Linked DNA regions of Sus scrofa: all the other regions are linked to region 2. Evidence: chromatin contacts called from public Hi-C and HiChIP or PLAC-seq data. All regions are on one chromosome and are shown on one strand. The core of a region is the stretch at or near the end of the contact, and the rest is flanking DNA. Distances in the headings are between cores, read along the strand shown.

Evidence for each region. A called contact is a pair of places that touch in the nucleus more often than the background predicts. HiChIP or PLAC-seq counts read pairs in DNA pulled down with a chosen protein or histone mark.
Region 1: a contact with region 2 is called in an H3K27ac HiChIP or PLAC-seq map of alveolar macrophages. The contact joins the promoter of BCL2A1 here to the promoter of FAH in region 2. A contact is called at or near these places in 2 of 2 datasets of contacts at active chromatin or transcription factors (alveolar macrophages and skeletal muscle).
Region 3: a Hi-C map of skeletal muscle shows a contact between it and region 2, with 4 times the contacts expected there. The contact joins the promoter of LOC102167410 here to the promoter of FAH in region 2. A contact is called at or near these places in 3 of 5 promoter capture datasets (fetal liver, fetal skeletal muscle and liver), 11 of 47 Hi-C or Micro-C datasets (alveolar macrophages, epiblast stem cells, heart right ventricle and 4 more) and 2 of 2 datasets of contacts at active chromatin or transcription factors (alveolar macrophages and skeletal muscle).

What each region holds. Positions count from the first base shown.
Region 1 is chr7:48,895,406-48,899,419 of Sscrofa11.1, reverse strand. It overlaps BCL2A1 (BCL2 related protein A1), which reads left to right and starts at 1,753. Exons shown (of 2, transcript NM_001164511.2): 1 at 1,753-2,235. The coding sequence starts at 1,816.
Region 2 is chr7:49,046,474-49,050,572 of Sscrofa11.1, reverse strand. FAH (fumarylacetoacetase) reads right to left here and starts at 2,740. Exons shown (of 14, transcript XM_003356648.4): 1 at 2,456-2,740. The coding sequence starts at 2,536.
Region 3 is chr7:48,871,507-48,875,670 of Sscrofa11.1, reverse strand. It overlaps LOC102167410 (5-formyltetrahydrofolate cyclo-ligase), which reads left to right and starts at 2,221. Exons shown (of 6, transcript XR_002345772.1): 1 at 2,221-2,383.

The DNA of each region.
Region 1 (4,014 bases), core at 504-3,003, 150 kb after region 2:
TGGGGGGTGAGGAACAAAAGTGATACTTTTTAATCCCCTCCCTATATCGTCCTACTCAGGTACCAAAGTGTCAAGGGCAGTACTGCCCAAGCAACGAGAGGCCCTGGTCCCTGTTACCTGGCTGTTTGCCAATCTCCATTCCAAATGGTCATTAATACAGTTGAGCCACTGGGCTGCATTTAAGACCTTTTTTGGGAGGCGAAATTCGCATAATGTAAAATGACCCATTTTAATTAATGAACTTATTTGTCTTTTCAGGGCCGCACCTGCAGCATATGGAAGTTCCCAAGCTAGGGGTTGAATTGGAGCTGTAGCTGTTGGCCTACACCACAGCCACAGCAACACAGGATCTGAGCTGTGTCTGCGACCTACACCACAGCTCACCGTACCACCGGAGCCAGGCCAGGGATCAAACTTGTGTCCTCATGGATACTAGTCAGATTCGTTTCCACCGAGCCATGTTGGGAGCTCCAAAAAGACCCATTTTTCAGGGGAACAATTGAGTGACGGTTCGTACTGTCACAATGTTGTGCAGCCACCACCTCTTTGCAGTTCCAAAATATAGTCAAACCCTGTGCCTGCTAAATAGCTACTCCCCTCTTCCCTCAGTCCCCTGCCATCACCAATGTGCTTTCTATCTCGGTGGATTTACTTATTCTGGATATTTCACATAAATGGAATCACATAGTAGGTGGCCTCTTGTATTTGGCTCCTTTCATTCGGTGCATGTTTTTGAGGTTCATCCATGCTGTAGCACACACTAGCATTTCATTCCTTGCTGTGGCTGAGTAATGTCCCACAATGTGTTTATCCTTTCATCCATTGATGAACATGCTTTTGCCTCTTTTTTTAGGGCCGAACCTGCAGCATATGGAAGTTCCCAGGCTAGGGGTTGAATCGGAGCTGTAGCCGCCGGCCTACGTCACAGCAATGGGAGATCCAAGCTGCATCTGCGACCTACACCACAGCCACAGCAACGCCGGATCCTTAACCCACTGAGTGAGGCCAGAGATCGAACCTGCGTCCTCATGGATGCTCGTCGGGTTGGTGAACTCCTGAGCCACCATGGGAACTCCCATTGATGACCATTGGGGCTGTTTCCACCTGTTGACCCTTTTAAGTCATGCTGGTGTGGACATTTATGTATAAGGATTCGTGTGAGTCCCTGGTTTCAGTTCTTTTGGGTGTACACTTTTAAGCGGAACTGTTGGATCATGCAGTAACATGCTGGTGTGGACATTTATGTATAAGGATTCATGTGAGTCCCTGGTTTCAGTTCTTTTGGGTGTACACTTTTAAGCGGAACTGTTGGATCATGCAGTAACATGCTGGTGTGGACATTTATGTATAAGGATTCGTGTGAGTCCCTGGTTTCAGTTCTTTTGGGTGTACACTTTTAAGTGGAACTGTTGGATCATGCAGTAATTCTATATTTAACTTTCAGAGGAAGTGTGAAACTTTCCACAGGGGTTGTACCATTTTACAGTCCAACCAGCAGGGTGTAAGGGTTCTAGTTTCTATATCCTTGACTTGAAGACTTTTTAAAGCTGAATGAGCCACGTAGAGCATGAGGAAGTGGCCTCTCGTGGAGATATTTTCCTCTTTCATGTTTTAACTTTCTCTTTCACACACAGCCTACGCGTGAGAGTGACGAGGAGGAAGGATACCACCGAGTGATGCAAAAAGAAATTCCACCAGCCTCCAGACACCATCATGTGTCACGTCCCACACAGCCCTCCGAGCTCTTGCTTCAAATCGCCCCAGTCCATTCCCGGTGAATAAGCTGAAGACTTTGCTCTTGCGGGGGGGAAGAAGATGACTGACGACGAGTTTGGATATATTCACATGCTGGCCCAGGACTATCTGAAGTATGTCCTGCAGATACCACAACCTGGATCTGGTCCAAGCAAAACATCTAGAGTGTTACGAGACGTGGCTTTCTCCGTCCAAAACGAAGTTGAAAAGAATTTGAAACCATGCTTGGACAATTTTGATGTTGTGTCCATAGACACTGCCAGAATAATATTCAATCAAGTGATGGAAAAGGAATTTGAAGATGGCATCATTAACTGGGGAAGGATTGTGACCATATTTGCATTTGAAGGTATTCTCATGAAGAAACTTCTGCGAAAGCGAATTGCCCCAGATGTGGACACGTACAAGGAGATTTCTTACTTTGTCGCCGAGTTCATCACCAAAAACACAGGACAGTGGATAAGGCAAAACGGAGGCTGGGTATGTGTGAAGGAAACATTCCTCATTGTTATTTACTTTGAAATAGGAATTGAGTTTCCTTGCTAATTGGGGAAAAAAAAAAAAAAAAAACAACTACCTAAGGATCAACTTTTCTTTGGGTGGTTTGTTTTAAAAGTTTTAAACTTTTAAAATAAAAGAAATCTAGCTTATCTCTAATGAATCCTAAAACTTTATAATTAGAAAACACTTGTGGATCTAGTTTTCATTCCTAACAGTGTAAATTGCAAGAGTGGGGTTTGGGGACTAATAAAGCACCTCTCTATTGCATCTTCAGAATCAGAGTCTAGTCTAGGACTCAGCTCTTGCTGCGGTTGTCACGACAATGCAGAATTAGTATAGTTGATACTAGAGGCTGTAATATTTAAGTTGCAAAAGACAGGTGTAAAATTTTCCAAGTTCATTGTTTATGAATTGATTTTTTTTTAGTTTTCTAATATAACACATTCTGCCTGTTAAAGCTTGGTGATAAAAAAAAATGTGCACCACCAGCAAGCAACTTTATTCAAGAATTTCCAAATAAAAATTCACTTTATGATCAATGCCTTAAAAGGCCAAGATCACGCAGGGGGCCTATGTTAGAACTCATGTTGGTGAGCTACCTTTCCCAGCTGGATGCATATGCTTCTCTTTACATCCCCATGCATTTAATACTTACTTTTTCACAGCACTGTGTCCCCAAGAACCTCTTTTCAACCCATAATCCTGCCCCCCCACTCTTATCAATTATTTTACATGCAAAACATGCCTATTGAAAATAACCATAGAAAATATACATAGCATTTCTTTGCAAAAACAAATTTTGTATATTGTTCGTTAAATAGTATTTATTACTACTTACTAAAGGATACTAAAAATTTAGAGTATTTATAGATTCGTTGTATAAATAGTACATGGTACTTGTTCTGCTTTTTTTTCACCCAAAAGTATTTAAAAAGGTATTTTAAAGGGTACTACATACATGCTGTTGTATATCTGGCCATTTCTAGCTGATGGCTATTTAGTTATTTCCAGAGTTATTTCAGAACTGTCACAGTACTTCATTGAATAGCTTTAATCACATCTTCCCGTCTGTACGTGTGCTTTTCTAGGGTGGATATTGGGATGTAGAATTGCTGGTTCATGATGTACAAAAATGTTTTAAATGTACTGGATCCTTGCCCTCCAAGTTCTACCAAGTTCCCCTCCCATCAGAGCTTGTTCCAATACCCACATTTTTTCTCACATCCTGGCTGACTAAAATTAGGTTGTAACAATCTATCGTATTTTCCCTACTCTGCTGGGTTAAATATATATATTTAATTTATCTTCTTATTCTAGTTCTGGTTTCCTTGATGACTAGTGAGGTTAAGCATCTTTTCATGTTGAGCATCTTCTCATAGCTTTCTTGACCATTTGTAATTCTTATTCAGGGAACTGCCTCTTTCAATTCTTTGCTGCTTTTCCCATTATTTGTCTTTTCTCATTGATTTAAAGGAATTCTTGGAAGAGTTTGGATACAAATTTTTTTACATTTGTATCCAGCATATTCAATTCTGATATCTTCCAACTTACTGTCTTTTAAAATTACAGATGTCTTCCGTCATTATAAATGTTTTAAGAGATGATGAAATCCCATGCATTAATCTTTAATTGATGGCTTATTTTGCATTTTGTTTGAGGCCTTCCTGTGTAACTATAAGGTTGCTGGCAACCACTCCCCTTTCTCCATCACCTTTTCTTCCTGCAACTCAGCCTGACTTGGGGCTGGGTGAGGCCTGT
Region 2 (4,099 bases), core at 1,491-3,990:
CCTAGCCTGGGAACCTCCATATGCTGCGGGAGCGGCCCAAGAAATGGCAACAACAACAAAAAGACAAAAGACAAAAAAAAAAAAAAAAAAAGCATTCCAGAGAGAAGGAACAATATGTGCTAAGGGCCTGAGGGAGGAAACTGCTGTAGAATGTTCCAGAAACTGAAAGGCAACCAGTGTGGCTGGAGAGAGCAGAGAGCCTGGAAGCAGAGGCAGGGCTAGGACCACAGGGACTTTAACGACTTGGTCTTCGGCTCCAGGCTATTGCAGCACCTGCTCCTCAGGCTGTCCCAGTCTGAGGAGAGAGCCAGGATCTGCTCTACTCACCCAAGAGCAACCCAAGATGGAGGGAGGGTGTCTCGTGTGTCTTTGATCTCCAACTCCCAGCCCAGAGTCAGGCCCAGAGCTGGGGTTCATAAGCGTTCACTGAATAAAAGAATGAATAAAATGAAAACTGGATTGGGAGTTCCTGCAGCTCCAATTCGACCCCCAGCCTGGGAACTTCCATATGCTGCACGTAGGGCCCTAAAAAGTAAAAATAAAAAAATACAATAAAATAAAAGGAAAACTGGGTTGATTCGCAATTGTTCCCCCAAGACTATGAACGGCTGGCCACCAGCATGGAGGAGAGGAGGCTTTGCCTTGGCAACTAGACCAGCCTGGAGAGGCAGCCACCACCCTTGGAATGGCCAGTGATTGCAGCGACAGCTTCAGACACAGGCTGCTGCACTTGAAGGCCCTCAGCCTTCTGGAATGCCACCTCCCAGCCCTCAGCACTGGTTTCAGAGGACAGTGGTACCCAGAGCTCCCTAGGGGCTGTCTCTGCCCATTCTAACATGAAACAGCAGGAATGTGGTGTCAGAAGGCTACTACTAGCCACCCTCTGAGAGGCGTTCATTCCAGAGTCTTCTGGAAAAGCAATTCAGAGCATCCTACCCACCTCTCACAAGGCTTCTGCCTGATGGACTTGTGCCCCGAGGGAAGGCGAGGACACTCTGCTGAGGGCAGAGTGTCAGAGGCCAGCAGAGGGAGGGCTCCTCTCCAGCAGAGCACATTGGTTAACACGGTTAAGGTTTAACATGCGTCATTTGCGGACTTCTAGGAGACTGTTAACTTTCTGTGTTCTTGCAACATCTGGCCAGGCCTGGCAGTTGTGCAACCACACACTGAATCTTTTAGACCTTGGCAAATGCTGTACTTGAGGCCAATGATCACCCACGGGGGGCAGGGAACCCACTCTTCAGGAAGGGGCTTCCTGCTAGAAGCTCCATCTAGCCAACAGGGCGAAGCAGATTCTGGGCTTCTCTGCTTTACAGAGTGAATTAAGACTTTACCTTGAAAGTTGGGGGCAGAAATCTAAGCCAAAAATACAAATAAATCCAAGGGAAACTGCTTTCCCCACTCTGGGAAGCTTCTTATATGTTTGTTGATAAACTCCCAGTTTTCAAAGATTTCTTTCTGCCAAGCAGACTACACGCTCTAAAGCGAAATTTCCTTTCTCTGCCTCAAAGGGCTTCTGAACAGTGAGGGAGCCCAGGGAGCCCTGGGAGCTGCAAGAAGACCAGCTGGAGGCAAAGAAACTTGACTTCTTAGACTATTAGATCCCAAGGCACTCACCCCTCTGAGCTACTAAAAATATTGAGTTGATCAGTATTTCCTGAGTTCTAGGGTTAGGGACTAACCTGGGAGTTGAGCAACTGGCCGTATAGTCTCTGGGGGAAGGAAACAAAGCCAAATGACTTTGGGGTTGACTGTGAGTTCAACTCCTCTGTAATAATAATCAAACTTGCTCTGTTTGCCTGAGGAGGTGATTCATATGTTTTCTCTTATTTTGCATTTAATTCTCACATAAACCTGTAGAAACTGAGGCTGAGAGTTTCAATAACTTGCACATCTAGAGGTTGCCAGGAGGAATATGAATCCACCAAGCACTCTCCACGATCTACGCAAAAGAAAAAAGGTGGGAGTTCCCGTTGTGGCACAGCGAAAACGAATCTGACTAGTATCCATGAGGATGCGGGTTCACCCCTGGCCTTGCTCAGTGGGTTAAGGATCCAGCGTTGCTGTGAGCTTCAATGTAGGTGGCAGACTTAGCTCAGATCCTGCGTGGCTGTGGCTGTGGTGTAGACCGGCAGCTGCAGCTCCGATTAGACCCCTAGCCTGGGAACTTCCATATGCCCGGGGTGCAGCCCTAAAAAAGCACACACACACAAAAGGAATAAGGCCCCTGCCTCCACCCTACCTCCCAACGCACCCCCAGGGGTGAAAACGAGAGACACAGCTCTCAAGGCCCCAAATAGCACTGGGGATCTTCGCAAGAAGTTTCTAGCATAGAAATGACCAGCTCAACGTCCTGCTTTATCTGACCAGGGCGGAGCCACAAAGAGGAGTGGGGGTTCTGGGCGAAGGGGACGCCCTCCCTCCCGGCGCCCGGAAGCCGAGCATGGCAGCTCACGTTGCCTGTAGTGGAGAAGACGCCGTAGGGCAGGTTGTGGATAGGGAAGTCAGAATCCTCGGCCACAGGGACGAAGGACATGCTGGCGAGCACCGAGCAGAGAAGCTGGCTGCGGGTTGCGGGCTGCGGGCGATCAGCGGGCCGGGACTCGCCGAGGTGGTCAGGCCGGGTCACGCCCCCTGAGGACCCCGCCCCATCAGGCCCGCCCCACCAGAGTTGACCCCTTGACCCAGCAGGGCCCGGCCCGCCCTACCCGAGGGCTCCGCCTCTCCTCGAGCCCCGCCCCTCCACAAGGCCCGCTCACCAAGAGGCCCCATCCCCATTAGCCCCGCCCCTCCATGAGGCCTGTTTCTCCGCAAACTCCACCCCTGGACAACCCCTCCTCCCCCTCCCACTCCAGTTTCGCTCATACGCTAGCAGCCCCACCTCCTCATTGAGAGCCCTCCTCCCCGAGTCCACCTCCCAGGAGGCCTTGGTCCAGTTGCTGGTGCAGGGTCCTCGGTCCTACCGAGAGCGATGCCAACCTGGCATTTAAGGCTCTGCCGGGGGTGACTTCAGCCTCGTTTTCCCTCGGTTGTGTGCCCTGCTTTTCAGCTCAACAAAAGTCTTGTTGGTTTCCTGGATACAGCAGACACTTTGACGCCAGATGCTACCTCCTGAGCTGGAACATTGCTTCCAGTCCAGTCCAGTCTTTTCTGCTTTCATAAACCATGCTAATCTGTCAGCTATGGCACTTTGACTTTATCAGTGAAAGGATCATGCCTGTTTGGAAGGCTTAAATTAATGAAAATTAATATTCTAAAAAATATCACTCACCTGGGAGTTCCTGTTGTGGCTCAGCGGTAAGGAACCTGACAAGTATCCATGAGGATGTGGGTTTGATCCCTGGTTCTGCTCAGCAGGTTAAAGATCCAGGGTTGAGGTGAGCTGCAGTGTAGGTCACAGATGCGGCTCAGATCCCAAGCTGGCTGTGGCTGTGTCTTAGGCAGGCAACTGCACCTCCAATTCCACCCCTAGCCTGGGAACTTCCAGATGCCGCAGTTACGGCCCTAATACACACACACACACACACACACACACACAGCGTATGTATATATATATATAGATAGATTATAAAATACCTGTTTATTGCATATACCAGTGTTAAAATGACATTGGCAAGTTGTTTGATGTTGGGCAAGTTACTTAACCTCTTTCTGGCTCAGCTTTCTTCCCTGTATAAGGTTGATAAAACTTCCTACTTCACAGAGTTGATATGAGAATTAAATTAACTGTGGAGCACTTGCACCTGACATACAGAAATTCTAGGTGTTTGTGTGTAAAGATTAAAAGGGGAGACTGAGGAGTTCCCATCGTGGCACAACGGAAATAAATCAAACTAGGAACCATGAGGTTTCAGGCTCAATCCCTGACCTTGCTCCGTGGGTTAAGGATCAGGCATTGCCATGAGTTCTGGTCTGTGGTGCAGACGTGGCTCGGATCCTCTGTGGCTGCGGTGAAGGCTGGGAGCTGTAACTCTGATTCGACCCCTAGCCTGGGAACTTCCATATATCACAGGTGTGGCCCTAAAAATCAAAATAAATAAATAAATAATAAAAGGGGAGACTGAGAAAAAGAAAGAAGGGAGGGGAAGAGAGGGAGAAA
Region 3 (4,164 bases), core at 972-3,471, 170 kb after region 2:
GTTAACGAATCCGACTAGAAACCATGAGGTTGTGGGTTCGGTCCCTGACCTTGCTCAGTGGGTTAACGATCCGGCGATGCCGTGAGCTGTGGTGTAGGTTGCAGACGCGGCTCGGATCCCGCGTTGCTGTGGCTCTGGCGTAGGCCGGTGGCTACAGCTCCGATTCAACCCCTAGCCTGGGAGCCTTCATATGCTGCGGGAGCGGCCCAAGAAATAGCAACAACAACAACAACAAAAAAGACAAAAGACAAAAAAAATAAAAAAAATAAATAAATAAATTGCTGACTCATAAGAATTCTTTATATATTTTAGATACAATTTCCTTTTCTGATATATGACATGTGTGTTCTCTCCCATTCTGTAGGCTGTTTTTTGTCTTGATGGTGTCCTTTGTTGCACAGTTTTTTTTTTTTTTGTCTTTTTGCCTTTTCTATGACCGCTCTCACGGCATATGGAGGTTCCTAGGCTAGGGGTCTAATTGGAGCTGTAGCCAACGGCCTGCACCAGAGCCAGGGCAACGTGGGATCCAAGCCGTGTCTGTGACCTACACCACAGCTCCAGCAACGCTGGATCCTTAACTCACTGAGGGAGGCCAGGGATCGAACCGGCAACCTCGTGGTTCCTAGTCAGATTCGTTAACCACTGAGCCACGATGGGAACTCCCAAATGTTCTTAATTTTGATGAAGTCCAATTTACTTTTCTTTCATTGCTCATATTTTTGGGGTTACATATACACCACAACAGTAGCAACAGACAATATCTACCTACAGAAAGATTATAAAGAATTGGCTCTTGTGATTATGTTTGGAGGCTAGGAAGTCCACTGTATGCCTATTTCTGTCCTTTCTATTCTATTGCACTGGTCCACTGTATATTCAAGTGGCAGTATCACACTGTTTTAATTATAGAGGCTTTATAATATGTTTCAGTGCCTGGAAAGGCTAGTTCCCCACTGTGGTCTTTCATTTTCAGTGTTTTCCTAGCTATTCTTCCATGCCTCTTTTCCCATACAGATTTTAGTAAAGTTGATTTATTGACATAAAACTTATAAACTTTCACATAAACTTTCTATATTTCCTCTAAACGTCCAACAACTTCAAAGTCTATTTTCTTTATCCACCAAATAATTAGCTTTCTCACCTTTTCCTCAGATTACCGAGTGTGAACATTGTCAGGGGTAAAACTGACATAAAAGAGCCTTCCTCCACACCTAGTTCTTCCCTTAAGTTACCACCTTCTCTTCTCCCAATTCAGATCACAGACCCTGCAAGGAAAAAAGTCTCGGGTCTCCGCTCCTAATCATGTTTCTTTTTTCCTTGTGTCTTTTTAGGGCCACACCCAGGGCATATGGAGGTTCCCACCATAGGGTCAAATTGAACTGCAGCTGCCAGCCTACACCACAACGCAACGCCAGATCCAAGCTGTGTCTGTGACCTACACCACAGCTCTTGGCAACATCAGATCTGTCAGATCTGTAACCCACTGATTGAGGTCAGGGGATTGAATCTGCATCTTCATGGATACTAATCAGATTCATTTCCACTAAGCCACAACGAGAATTCCATAATCATCTGTTTCTGAAGGAATAGAACTTTTATAGTAGGAGCAAGTTCCAGTTATTCCACAGTGAAAATCTTGTTGGACTTTAACCCTGTAATGGACTTACTTTCAGTCCTAAATAATCCCTAAATAATCTAGACGTGAACAGAAGACAGAAGCTGCGAGTAAAGGGAAGGTCACTTGCTTCATCAGTGATCTGTCCCACCCATCAGCAGTAAACCAACTCCCTCCCAGCTACAGGAAAAGAAAAAGAGGAAGGTGTTATTACAGAAAAATAAATGAATAAATAAAGGTAATTTTCCCTGTAACTAGTAGGACTGTCTATCGCCCACATTCTCTTTGTGGCTTGCCTAAGCCTTTTCAGGCCCCAGACAGTCCCAGTACTACATGACACATGGCACGTAGGGAATCAAGAGTGGCGTTTATAGTACTCCTTCCAATAGTACTGCAGGCCCAAGGAGGTCTGGCATGCAGAGCAGTTCAGGATGCAGACAGAGCGAGCAACCGGGAAGTCGGTGACCGCGACCTGCTGGGGGAGGGGCGTGCGTAGATCGCAAAGGCTGCACGAAAGTCGGGTCCCAAGTGCGGGAGGCGTGGTGCTCCTCGCGACCCGGAAGCGAGCGGCCCGCCCGTCGGAGCCCGGACCCTCCCCCGCGCCAGCAGATCCAGCGGCGTGCGGACAAGGGGCCAGATCGCGCCCGCGAGATGGCGGCGGCGGCCGTGAGCGGCGCTAAGCGGAGCCTGCGGGCCGAGCTGAAGCAGCGTCTGCGGGCGGTGAGCGCCGAGGAGCGGCTGCGCCAGTCCCGCCTCTTAACCCAGAAGGTGGGAGATCGCGAGGACGGCGCCCACAGCGCCAGGACCAGGCAACATCAGGCCTCTGTCTCTGCGCAGGCGCAAGCCTCTGTCGCGCGCACGTCCGCCAGGCGCGCGCACGTCCCGCAAACGCGTGCAAAGTCCTTTGAGTGTGCGCATGTCCGGTTGTGGGCGTCTGGTTGCTCTTGGGCACCGGCTCGTGGGGTTGACCGCGGCGTGGGGAGTTATGGGGCTTTGGAGGGAGAGGATGGAAATGGGTGACAGACTGCTGAGGTACGAGCAGCGTGAGAACTGAAAGATCTGGAGGGGAAGACAGGTGAACCCCTGAGCGCCAAGGTGCCTTCAGTGAGTCTCAATTACAAAGAAGAGTCCAGTAGTATCAGTAAAATATCCAGAGAAAGATGCAGTTATTTCAGACGATGGAGCGCAAGAAAGGATGCAGAGGTGTAACAGGACTGAAGCCCAGTGCTGCCGGCACTTCATTGAGCGTGTGGAGGGCTGGGCCCTTTCTCAGTAACCCTAGGGCCTAACCTTCTTGCCCGCAGTAGGTGAAATTACATGCTTTTTTCGAATTAGTGGAAGAAAGAACCGAGTCTCATACTTAGGCTCCCTGGGAAGATAGGAAGCAGAAGAGGGAAATTAGGAGAATGAATCGGGTTCCTTGTCGGTTGTCATACTCGGTTTCATTACTTTTGCCGACCAACTTGAATTATATTTTCAGTCTGTTTATGTAGTGCCAATTTTCTTATCAGTAAAATGGCAATCAGATCCTGTCTTGAGAGTATGTTCTAGAAAATGTCTGGGAGACTGATTTTTGTTGGACATCCGAGGGGAAAAAACTGATGTCCTGTGAATAAGTAAATATTAGTAATTCTGGGATAAACTAATGATCTGTCTTCCTGTCTTCCCCAACATCCTGTCTCTCATATAGATCCCAATATTGTATTCGGAAATTAGCAGGAGAGCCCTTTTCCTTGATGTTCCCTTAAATTAGATATGGCATAAGAATTTTTCTTTTTTTGATCTTTTGTGTTTTTAGAGCCGCACCTGTGGCCTATGGAATTTCCCAGGCTAGGGGTCAAATCTGAGCTGTAGCTGTCTGCCTACACCACAGCCGCAGCAGTGCTGGATCTGAGCCGCATCTTCAACCTACAAGGGTAAAGCCAGATCTTTAACCTGCTGAGCAAGGCCAGGGATCGAACCCTCGTCCTCATGGATACTAGTCGGGTTCATTAACCACTGAGCCACGTTGGGAACTCCTGTCCTAAGAATTTTTTAATTGCTCTTCACTATTCTATCATTCATTAGTTTCTCAAATTCAAGGATCCTATGGGTTAAAGCCATAAAAGCAAATACAAGCATTTCACTTCACTCTTCGTATGCATAGGTGTGCAGGAGGTGATCTATGCAGATGTTAGTATATTTATTCAAATGGAATTTTTAAAGCTATTATGAAGAAAGTATTGCTTGCTTTAGTGGATATAGAGAAATATAGGAGCTTAGCCTTACTCTCCAGGTGCTTAAAATTTAGCTAATTAGTTCACATATATTGAAGGCCTACATTAGTCTATATTTTGCTTTGTACTGGGTTGGGGTAAAAAAAAGATAGGATTGGAGTTCCCATCGTGGCGCAGTGGTTAACGAACCCGACTAGGAACCATGAGGTTGCGGATTTGGTCCCTGCCCTTGCTCAGTGGGTTAACGATCCGGCGTTGCCATGAGCTGTGGTGTAGGTTGCAGACACGGCTTGGATCCCGCGTTGCCGTGGCTCTGGCGTAGGCTGGTGGCTA